Linked DNA regions of Sus scrofa: region 1 is linked to region 2. The links are chromatin contacts, called in public HiChIP or PLAC-seq maps. All regions are on one chromosome and are shown on one strand. The core of a region is the stretch at or near the end of the contact, and the rest is flanking DNA. Distances in the headings are between cores, read along the strand shown. Region 1 overlaps SUN1 (SUN domain-containing protein 1). Region 2 has its middle 15 kb from the start of PDGFA.

Region 1 (4,090 bases), core at 614-3,113, 160 kb before region 2:
CCTGGGTCATCAGAGACACCTGGTTTTCAAAACGGCCTCGCAGTTTCCGCATCGCCTTGGCCGCTTCGTAAAGCCACAGCAGAACGTGAAGTTCACGGACAGCTACGCTTTCAGCGCAGAGAAGCCAGGCCCCAGCACCGCAGCAGCCAGAGGAACCCGCGGGCGCAGCTCACCTGAGTGCATACGTGTAGCCAGTGTTCTCGGGCACGCACTGGGGAGGGCTGTACATGTGGAGCCGAGAAAAGTCCATGGTCACAGGCTCACATCATACTGCAGAGGCGGGAAAAGCAAGGCAGCTGTTAAAAGGCTGGAACACACCTGTCTGTGTGGAGCCCTGTCTGCGGGGGCCGGCCCGATGCACAGGCGGACCAAGGGGTCACCGTCAGCCCTTTAATCAAACAAGACCAGGAGAGCAGGGTTTTCTGGGGGGGGTGGCTTTTGAATTTTTTCTCTTTTGGCCACCCCGAGGCCCAGGGAGCTCCCGGGCCAGGCATCAGATCCGAGCCGCAGCTGCAGCTCCCCGGTGCTGGGCAGGCAGCACGCCGCGGCCCAGCGCTCCCGAGGCCCTGCCGCCCCTGCGGCGCCACGGCGGGAGCATCGCAGGAGGAGTAGCCGATGAGCTGAAGGTACTGTTGATACTTTCGTTTTTCCCCAAAGGAGAACGCAGATTATTTTTAAATTGAAAAGTTTTGGGCACATTGTTTTTCAGGTTGTCATCTAGATTTCTTGGAATGACTCCAACTTTCCTCCGGCTAAAAATACTTACACAAACACTCCCCCCAAAAGCGCACGTCCTCATGAGTCACAACCTGCTCCCCAAAGATCAGGGAAGAGAAGCCATGACAAAAATACTCTGGTAGAGATGACTGCTTCCAGTAAAAGCCGAAAGTATTTAAATTCACCCCATGCTTCCTGAAACCACCCATTCTTTTAAAAATTAACTACCCACAGAAATAAAGACTATTGCCTATGTGTAAAAATATTGGGAGGAGTTTCCGTCATGGTGCATCAGAAATGAAACCAACTAGGAACCATGAGGTTGCAGGTTTGATCCCTGGCCTCGCTCCGTGGGTTAAGGATCTGGGGTTACCGTGAGCTGGGGTGTAGGTGGCAGGTGTGGCTCGGATCCCCGAGTTGCTGTGGCTGTGGTGCAGGCCGGTGGCTAGAGCTCTGATTCGACCCCTAGCCTGGGAGCCGCCATGTGCTGCGGGTGTGGCACTAAAAAAGCAAAAAAGAATAGAAAAGTAAAAAATAAATGTTGGAATTCCCATTGTGGCTCAGCAGGTTACAAACCTGACTATCATAAGGATGCGGGTTCGATCCCTAGCCTCGCTCAGTGGGTTAAGGATCCGGCGTTGCCGTGAGCTGGGGTGCAGGTCGCAGATGCCTCTCAGATCCCCCGTTGCTGTGGCTGCGGCGCAGGCTGGCAGCGGAAGCTCTGATTCGACTTCCATATGCCACAGGTGTGCTCCTTCGAAACAAAGAAAGAAAACCAACCAACCTGCTGTGCTACTTTCAGCTCTGCTCAGCTCTTGTGGCGACCCTGGCCCCCCAGCCCAGGTCAGCACTCATTCAACAAGTATGATTCATCCTACGAAGAGCTGTTAAAGTCTCTCGCTGCGAATAAAATTACCGTGACTGTTCAACCCACGTACTGATTCCGTACCTGTGCCCCTGGTCTACTCCCGCCAGCCTGGGGCCCACGTCCAACCACACAGACTCTGCAGGACAGGACACGAGGGCGGCCCCAGAGCCGGCCCTGAGCTTCCTTCCCGCCAACGCCACACAGCTCGACCCCTCCCGGCTCCAGCGGGGCCTCTGCAGAACCGAGCCACACCCCGGCGGCAGCGTAATAATGCTTCTGACTGTGCTAATGTTTGGTAATAACTCGCTAAGCAACCAGAACAACACCAACCCCCACTGCTGCTCATCCTCCAGAGCGGCCGACGGCTCAAAGTGCCCATTAGCTACGGACGAGCAAAACCCAAACTTCCTGCCCTCGGTGCCAAAGGCCACGTCCACGCCGTGTCCCTCTTCCCCACGTCCACGCCGTGTTTTACTCTGCCTGCATTTCGGACCATTAATTAGCCCCCAGTGAGAGCTGTTATAATTGCTGCTGCTTTCTGCCAACTCCTCCACACGTGGTAGGCGGTGCGTCCTTAGAGAACTGGGTATTTTCTGGGTGGCTGAGTGCCATAAACAAGTGACAGGTGCCCCAGAGCCAAGTCCTTCAGCTTTTAACTTCAACCTCACGACTGGACCAGACGCATCGGAGCATCCGGCTGAGAAGAGGGACGGAGGAGGCCTCCAGCTCTGCCCACCAGCTGACTGCCCCGGGCCGACACCTACCACAGAGCAGGCGGGAAGCTCTGTGATCAGGGTGGTGCCACCAGCAAGGCCGCTGAGGGACTGAAGGCGGCCCAGCGAGGACTCAGCACAGAAGAGGCAGTGAGAGCCTGGTGAGGAGAAGAGACGCAAGAACGTACAGCCTTTTCCTTTTACGTTTATGTGATTTTTTAAAATACTTATGAACTCTTAATTTTGCGGGGGAGGACCGCAGGTGCGGCATGTGGAGGTTCTCAGGCCAGGGGTCAAATGGGATTTGCAGCTGCCAGCCTACGCCGCAGCCACAGCAGCCCGGGATCCTGGCCTCGTCTGCGACCTAGATAGCAGCTCCCGGCCACGCTGGGTCCCGAACCCACTGAGAGAGGCCAGAGATCAAACCTGTGTCCTCATGGAGACTACTCAGGTTCGTAACCTGCTGAGCCACAGCAGGAACTCCACTTCTTAAGGTTCTAATTGAGGTACAGTTGATTTACACCGCCTCGGGTAGACAGCAAAGTGACTCCACACACACACACAGTCTTTTCACCCTTTTGCAGTAAGTTACTACCAGACAGGGAATACAGCTCCCTGTACTATACAGTAGGTCCTTGTTTATCTATTTCAGCCTTTTTATTTTAAAAAGTCACGTTAATATATTCTCACATTTTTGTCTACCTGAAAGGGAGGTATCGGTTTCTTTTTATTTTTTGTCTTTTGTGTTTTTAGGGCCGCTCCTATGGCACATGGAGGTTCCCAGGCTCGGGGTCGAATCGGAGCTGCAGCCGCCGGCCTACGCCAGAGCCACAGCCACGCGGGATCCGAGCCACGTTCTACGACCTACACCACAGCTCACGGCCACACCGGATCCTCAACCCATGGAGCGAGGCCAGGGATCGAACCTGCAACCTCATGGTTCCTAGTCAGATTCATTTCCGCCCTGCCAGGATGGGAACACCTCGGTTCATTTCCAATGCACAAGAAACAATTTTCAAACGCTGTCAGAGCTGCAGGACCAGCTATCGCCACCATGTCCACCCCAGTTCTTCCAGGCAGTGAGAGACAGCCGTGTGGCGCCGTCCCAGTCGGGCTTAAGGGAGAAACACTGCGCCCCAACCTCCAAAGACGTTTACCAAACCACGCCTGCTCTGAGCACCACCTCGCTGGGCCAGAATGGCCTCTCAACAAGCCCACACACAGCAAATGCGGGAGCGGGTGTGGAGAGAAGGGAACCCTCCTGCACTGCTGGTGGGAACGTAAGCTGGTGCCACCACTGCGGAAAAGCGTATGTCGGTCCCTTAGAAAACCACATATAGAACTACCACAGCATTCCTGTTGTGGCGCAGCGGAAACGAATCCAACTAGGAACCACGAGGTGGTGGGTTTGACCCCTGGCCTTGCTCCGTGGGTTAAGGATCCGGCGTTACCGTGAGCTGTGGTGCAGGTCGCAGACACAGCTTGGATCTGGCGTGGCTGTGGCTGTGGTGTAGGCCGGCAGCAACAGCTCGGATTAGACTCCTAGCCTGGGAACCTCCACGTGCCGCGTGTGCGGCCCTAAAAAGACAAAACGACAAAAAAAAAAACTACCACCATATGACCAGCAACCCACTCTTGGGCATATTTCCAGACAAAACTTTCCTTGAAAAAGACACATGCACCTATACGTTCACTGCAGCGCTACTCACAACAGCCAAGACATGGAAACAACCCAAATGTCCATCGACAGATGAACGGCTTAGGAAGATGTGGTACACATACACAGTGGAAT
Region 2 (4,132 bases), core at 281-2,780:
AGTGGTGACAACGCCCAGGGCTGGCCAGGGGGCAGGGGAACGGGGTCGCTCACACGTGGCTGGTGGGGACGCAAACCGGGGCGGCCGCTCTGGTGATCGGTGCCTTCTGTCAAAAACCAAAATGAAGCCAGACGTGCAGCTGCCGTAGGACGGCCAGCGCAGCCCGGGCACTCACCCCAGAACCACGCAGCCCCGCTCCCGGGGACCCCTGCACGGCGAGGTCGCGAGGCCTCACCCACGGAACCGGAAACACCCAGACCTCCTCCGTGGGGGAGGCGCTGAGCGTGAGGCTCACAGCACGGACGCTCCTTAGTGCCGGGCGACCTCCAGAGAATGATGCCCGACCCCACGGGGTTGCCCGCATGTGACAGCACATGTGAGACATCCTCGAAGGGCCAGCATCAGGAACAGAGCAGCTCGGGGGAGGGCGGTCTTGCCCCGTGGGACGCCCTGCATCTCCGCTGGACCAGCGTCCCGTCCTGCTGAGGTCTTTGCAGGGGGGTCACACTGGAGGAGCCTGGGTGCAGGGTCCCCCGATCTCTCCGTGTGGGAGGGAAAGAGGAGCTGGTGTCTAGGGAGCAGGAAGGGGAGGCTGGAAGCAGGAAAGGTGGGGTGTGGGGTGGGATGTGGGGAGTGAGAGCCAGATCCTGCGAGACCCTGGGAAGGGGTCTGGGCTCCACTAGAAGGGCGGAGAGGAGCGGCTAGAGAGCTGGGCGCCAGGGTCAGTCTGCTTTCGGCCACAGAAGGTCCTTGGGAGTGAGTGGCGGGGTGAAGCTGCAGCTTCCCTAACCGGGGGGCGTTCCTGGGACAGGACAGGCGGGAGCAGAGGGGAAACCCAGGGGTCAGCAGGCCGCCCTTCCCTGCCCCAGGCCGCATTTGGGGCTCTGCCATTTGCTGTGTGGCCTTGGCGAGTCCCTTGACGTCTCTGGGCCTCGCCCGTCCCTGTCTAAAGTAGCCCACGAAAGCACCCCCCAGACTATACGTGGAAAAAGCCCCTCCCTGAGCTGGGTGGGCTCAAGTGGGGCTCAGGCAGGGCTGGGGCTGGTGGAACGGGGAGCACAGTGGCGGGGGTGGGGGCGTCCAGAGGGAGGGAGGGGTGCCTCTGTGTGGGGGCAGCCCCAGGGTGGCCCCCGAGCCTGGACAGCAGGCCGGTCCAAGTGCTCACTCATCCACTCGGAGTCACTGCGCCTTGTTCCTGACGCTCCTGACTCCCTCAGCATTTGGAACTCTGGCTGGAGGATCCAAGGACAGAAGCCATCAGGTGGCCGTGGGGCCCTCTTGCTGGGGGCTGTCCTGGGCTCCCGGTCCAGCTCTGCCCTCCACGGGCCTCGGGCACGTGCACTCTCCGAGCCTCTGCTCCTGTCTGAAGAAGGGGGCGGCGGGCCCCCAAAGTGTGGAGAAGTGAGGTCCTGTGGTCCCCAGCGGCCCCGGCAGGCCTGCTGGGCAAGCTGGGCCCTCAGTGGCCAGGCCCAGCCTCACCTCGCCCAGCTCGGTGGCTGAATCAGCCAGGCGGGGGTTGACTCACTTTGAGGTCAAGCACTTCCGCCTGGCCTGGCCGGCAGCTGGCGTGGGACCCGGGGGAGGGGTGGCTCCTCACAGGGTGGCTCGGTGCGGCCAGTCCGGCCGGGAGACCTGAGGGTCCTGCAGGCCTCAGCGGCTCAGACCGGATAGGTCCCTGGGGTCTGCCCTTGCCCTGCCAGGAAGCCTGTCCCAATGCCACCCACCCACTGACCTCTCGGGCCTCCGGGGGCGGGACCCAACTCCAAGATGCTGACTCATCTCTGCTCCGGCCCTGTCGTCTCCCCCGTCCAGGGCTCATCTGGTCTGGTTCTAACTGGGGCTCCAAGGGCAGGAAGGCCTCCTTAGTCTGTACACCTGGGCCCGGACACCCCAGCCCCACGGCGGGCTTGGGGACCCCCGAGGCTCCCGGAACCATTCGTGGCTCTTGCTTAACAAAGAAATCCTACGTTGCGCAGTGGATGTTTAAGTCCACACGTGCACTTTCCTGCAGCCACGTAGGCGCTGCTGCGTTTGCTTCTGCTGCTCCCAGCAGGGGCTCTGCTCTAGCTTGGTTTCAGGTCCGCCTCTAGGACAGAGCCCTGCGGCATTTCACTGGAGACCTCCCCTCCAGACCCCTCACCAACCTCAGCGCTCAAACAATCCTTTCGCTTGGGCAGCTGGAGAACAGGCTGGGGTACCACGGGAACACGCTGGACCACGAGCCAGGCGATCCCTGACCTGGGGTGCTGGCCTGCACCAGGGTCAGCCTCGGGTGGGCCGGTCCTGTTTCCTAGGAGCGCTGGGGCATCAGGCAAGTTCCTTCACGTCCCTGGGCTCCACCATCGCATCTCTAAAGTGGGGTGAGCAGTAACCGCTTCCTGGGGTTGGCTGTGCACGAGCCGGGTGGTGCGAGGAAGGCGCTGAGCAGGGAACCGGTGCCGAGGGAACACACGCAGACTGGGCACTGCTCTCACAGGGGAATCCGGCCACGCCGCACGCGTTCAGGACGAGAGCCAGGCGGCCCCAGGCTTTACCCAGACGGGGGCCATCGGGCCCGCGTGGCCAGGCCTGCCCCTCCCCCGCCACCTGCCCCGCAAGGCAGCGGCGGTGCTCCCTCCTGGGCCTGCCAGCAGGGATGCGTGCCCTCTGCCCCTTTCTCCTGCTCATGCAGAGGAACAGCCCCTGGGGCCAGGCTCTGAGAACGAGGGGCCCCCAATTTTGGGGAGACAGCGAACAGGTGCAGCGAGCCTTCGGCCAGTTTGCAAACGCTGTGTGACGTTCCCCGGAATCTGGTGGCTTCTGCAGGTGCCACTTGGGCCAGGCTGGCAGCTCTCTGTGCCAGGGCCCCGCCGTGGAGGCTTGAATCATGGGGGTGACTCACGGCTGGACACCCCCCCTTCCCTCGCCCTGGACGTGGCAGGGCCAGATCCCCACTCGGCCTGGAGCCCCCAGGAGAAAGGCTTCCAGGTGAGCATGAGCCGGCGCCACCTCCTGGGGCCTGGTGTCCCACGTCACGCAATGTCACCCCCACTGTCCCACCTGGACACAGGGAGGGGACGAAGCCCCCATTCGCCTCTTGACGGGAGAAGCATCAAAGAGTGTCCAGTCCTGTTTTGCTTTTTTTTTTTTTTTAGGGCTGCACCCACAGCACAGGGAGGTTCCCAGGCTTAGGGTGGAATCAGAACTGCAGCTGCCGGTCTACACCACAGCCACAGCCACATGGGATCCGAGCCGTGTCTGTGACCTACACCACAGCTCACGGCAACGCCGGATCCTTAACCCACTGAGTAGGGCCAGGGATCCAAGCCGAGTTCTCACGGCTGCCAGTTGGGTCCATTACCGCTGAGCCCCAATGGGCGTTCTTTGCAATCTTGTTTTAAAGTCTCCATTCCCTCCCAGTTTCCAGATCTTGGTCCAAACAGGCTTTGGTCAGAGGTCTGCTGAGCTCAGGATGCTGTGCCTTGTGTCTCGACGTCCTTGGGGTGGAGACCCTGTGTAGCTCAGGGTCCTGCTGTGGAGGCAGCCCAGCCCCTCCAGGACGTCCTTGTCCTGCTGTGTCCCAGCCCCATGCACTCAGTAGGCGCTCAAACATTTGTTGAATGACTGTATGATTAACATTAACAGAGGCGCAGGCACCCACGCATCTGCTCAAGGATCAGAATGAATCAAACGGCTGATTCGGGAGCCCTGGGAGCCTGAGACGGGCAGGGAGACTGAGAGCCAGAGGCAGAGGCCCAGCGGGTTCGGGGCGGTCGGGGCGCGCAGAGCTCAGGTTGAGCCCCACCCGCGCCCCCCAGGCCCCCACGCGAGGCTTGCAAGCTGCCCAAGTCTGAAGAAAAGTTGTTACTTAGCTTTTGTGGGGTTATCGTTGTCTCCTACCGCGCTCCCCGCAGGTTTTACTTGCTTCAGGAGGGCGAGCCCCCAGCGTGCGTGGGAACTCCCGGTTCACTCTTTCTGTAGACTAAATAAACCATGACAGGAAAACTTCTCGAATGTAGACAACCCCAGTGTAAACTCTCCAAGTCAGCCAGCGTCCGTGGGGTCCCCGCCGGAGCGCTCCTGCGCGGTGCGTCTGGAGCGGCGAGGGCGGCCAGGACGCTCCGTGATCCCTGGCCGGTGGGGGTGGACCCCT

The links. HiChIP or PLAC-seq counts read pairs in DNA pulled down with a chosen protein or histone mark.
Region 1: a contact with region 2 is called in an H3K27ac HiChIP or PLAC-seq map of alveolar macrophages. The contact joins two enhancer-like sites. A contact is called at or near these places in 1 of 47 Hi-C or Micro-C datasets (retroperitoneal adipose tissue) and 1 of 2 datasets of contacts at active chromatin or transcription factors (alveolar macrophages).

The regions. Positions count from the first base shown.
Region 1 is chr3:497,539-501,628 of Sscrofa11.1, reverse strand. SUN1 (SUN domain-containing protein 1) reads right to left here. Exons shown (of 24, transcript XM_021085939.1): 2 at 174-270. The coding sequence starts at 250. Among named protein-coding and RNA genes, the nearest start is that of SUN1, 14 kb to the right of the region's middle. Within about 2 kb of position 1,863, at least 42 of the 83 cell types and tissues checked have an H3K27ac peak or open chromatin away from gene starts, as enhancers often do. A contact at or near this core is called in alveolar macrophages and retroperitoneal adipose tissue, where this site is marked.
Region 2 is chr3:335,804-339,935 of Sscrofa11.1, reverse strand. No RefSeq gene overlaps it. Among named protein-coding and RNA genes, the nearest start is that of PDGFA, 15 kb to the right of the region's middle. Within about 2 kb of position 1,530, at least 18 of the 83 cell types and tissues checked have an H3K27ac peak or open chromatin away from gene starts, as enhancers often do. A contact at or near this core is called in alveolar macrophages and retroperitoneal adipose tissue, where this site is marked.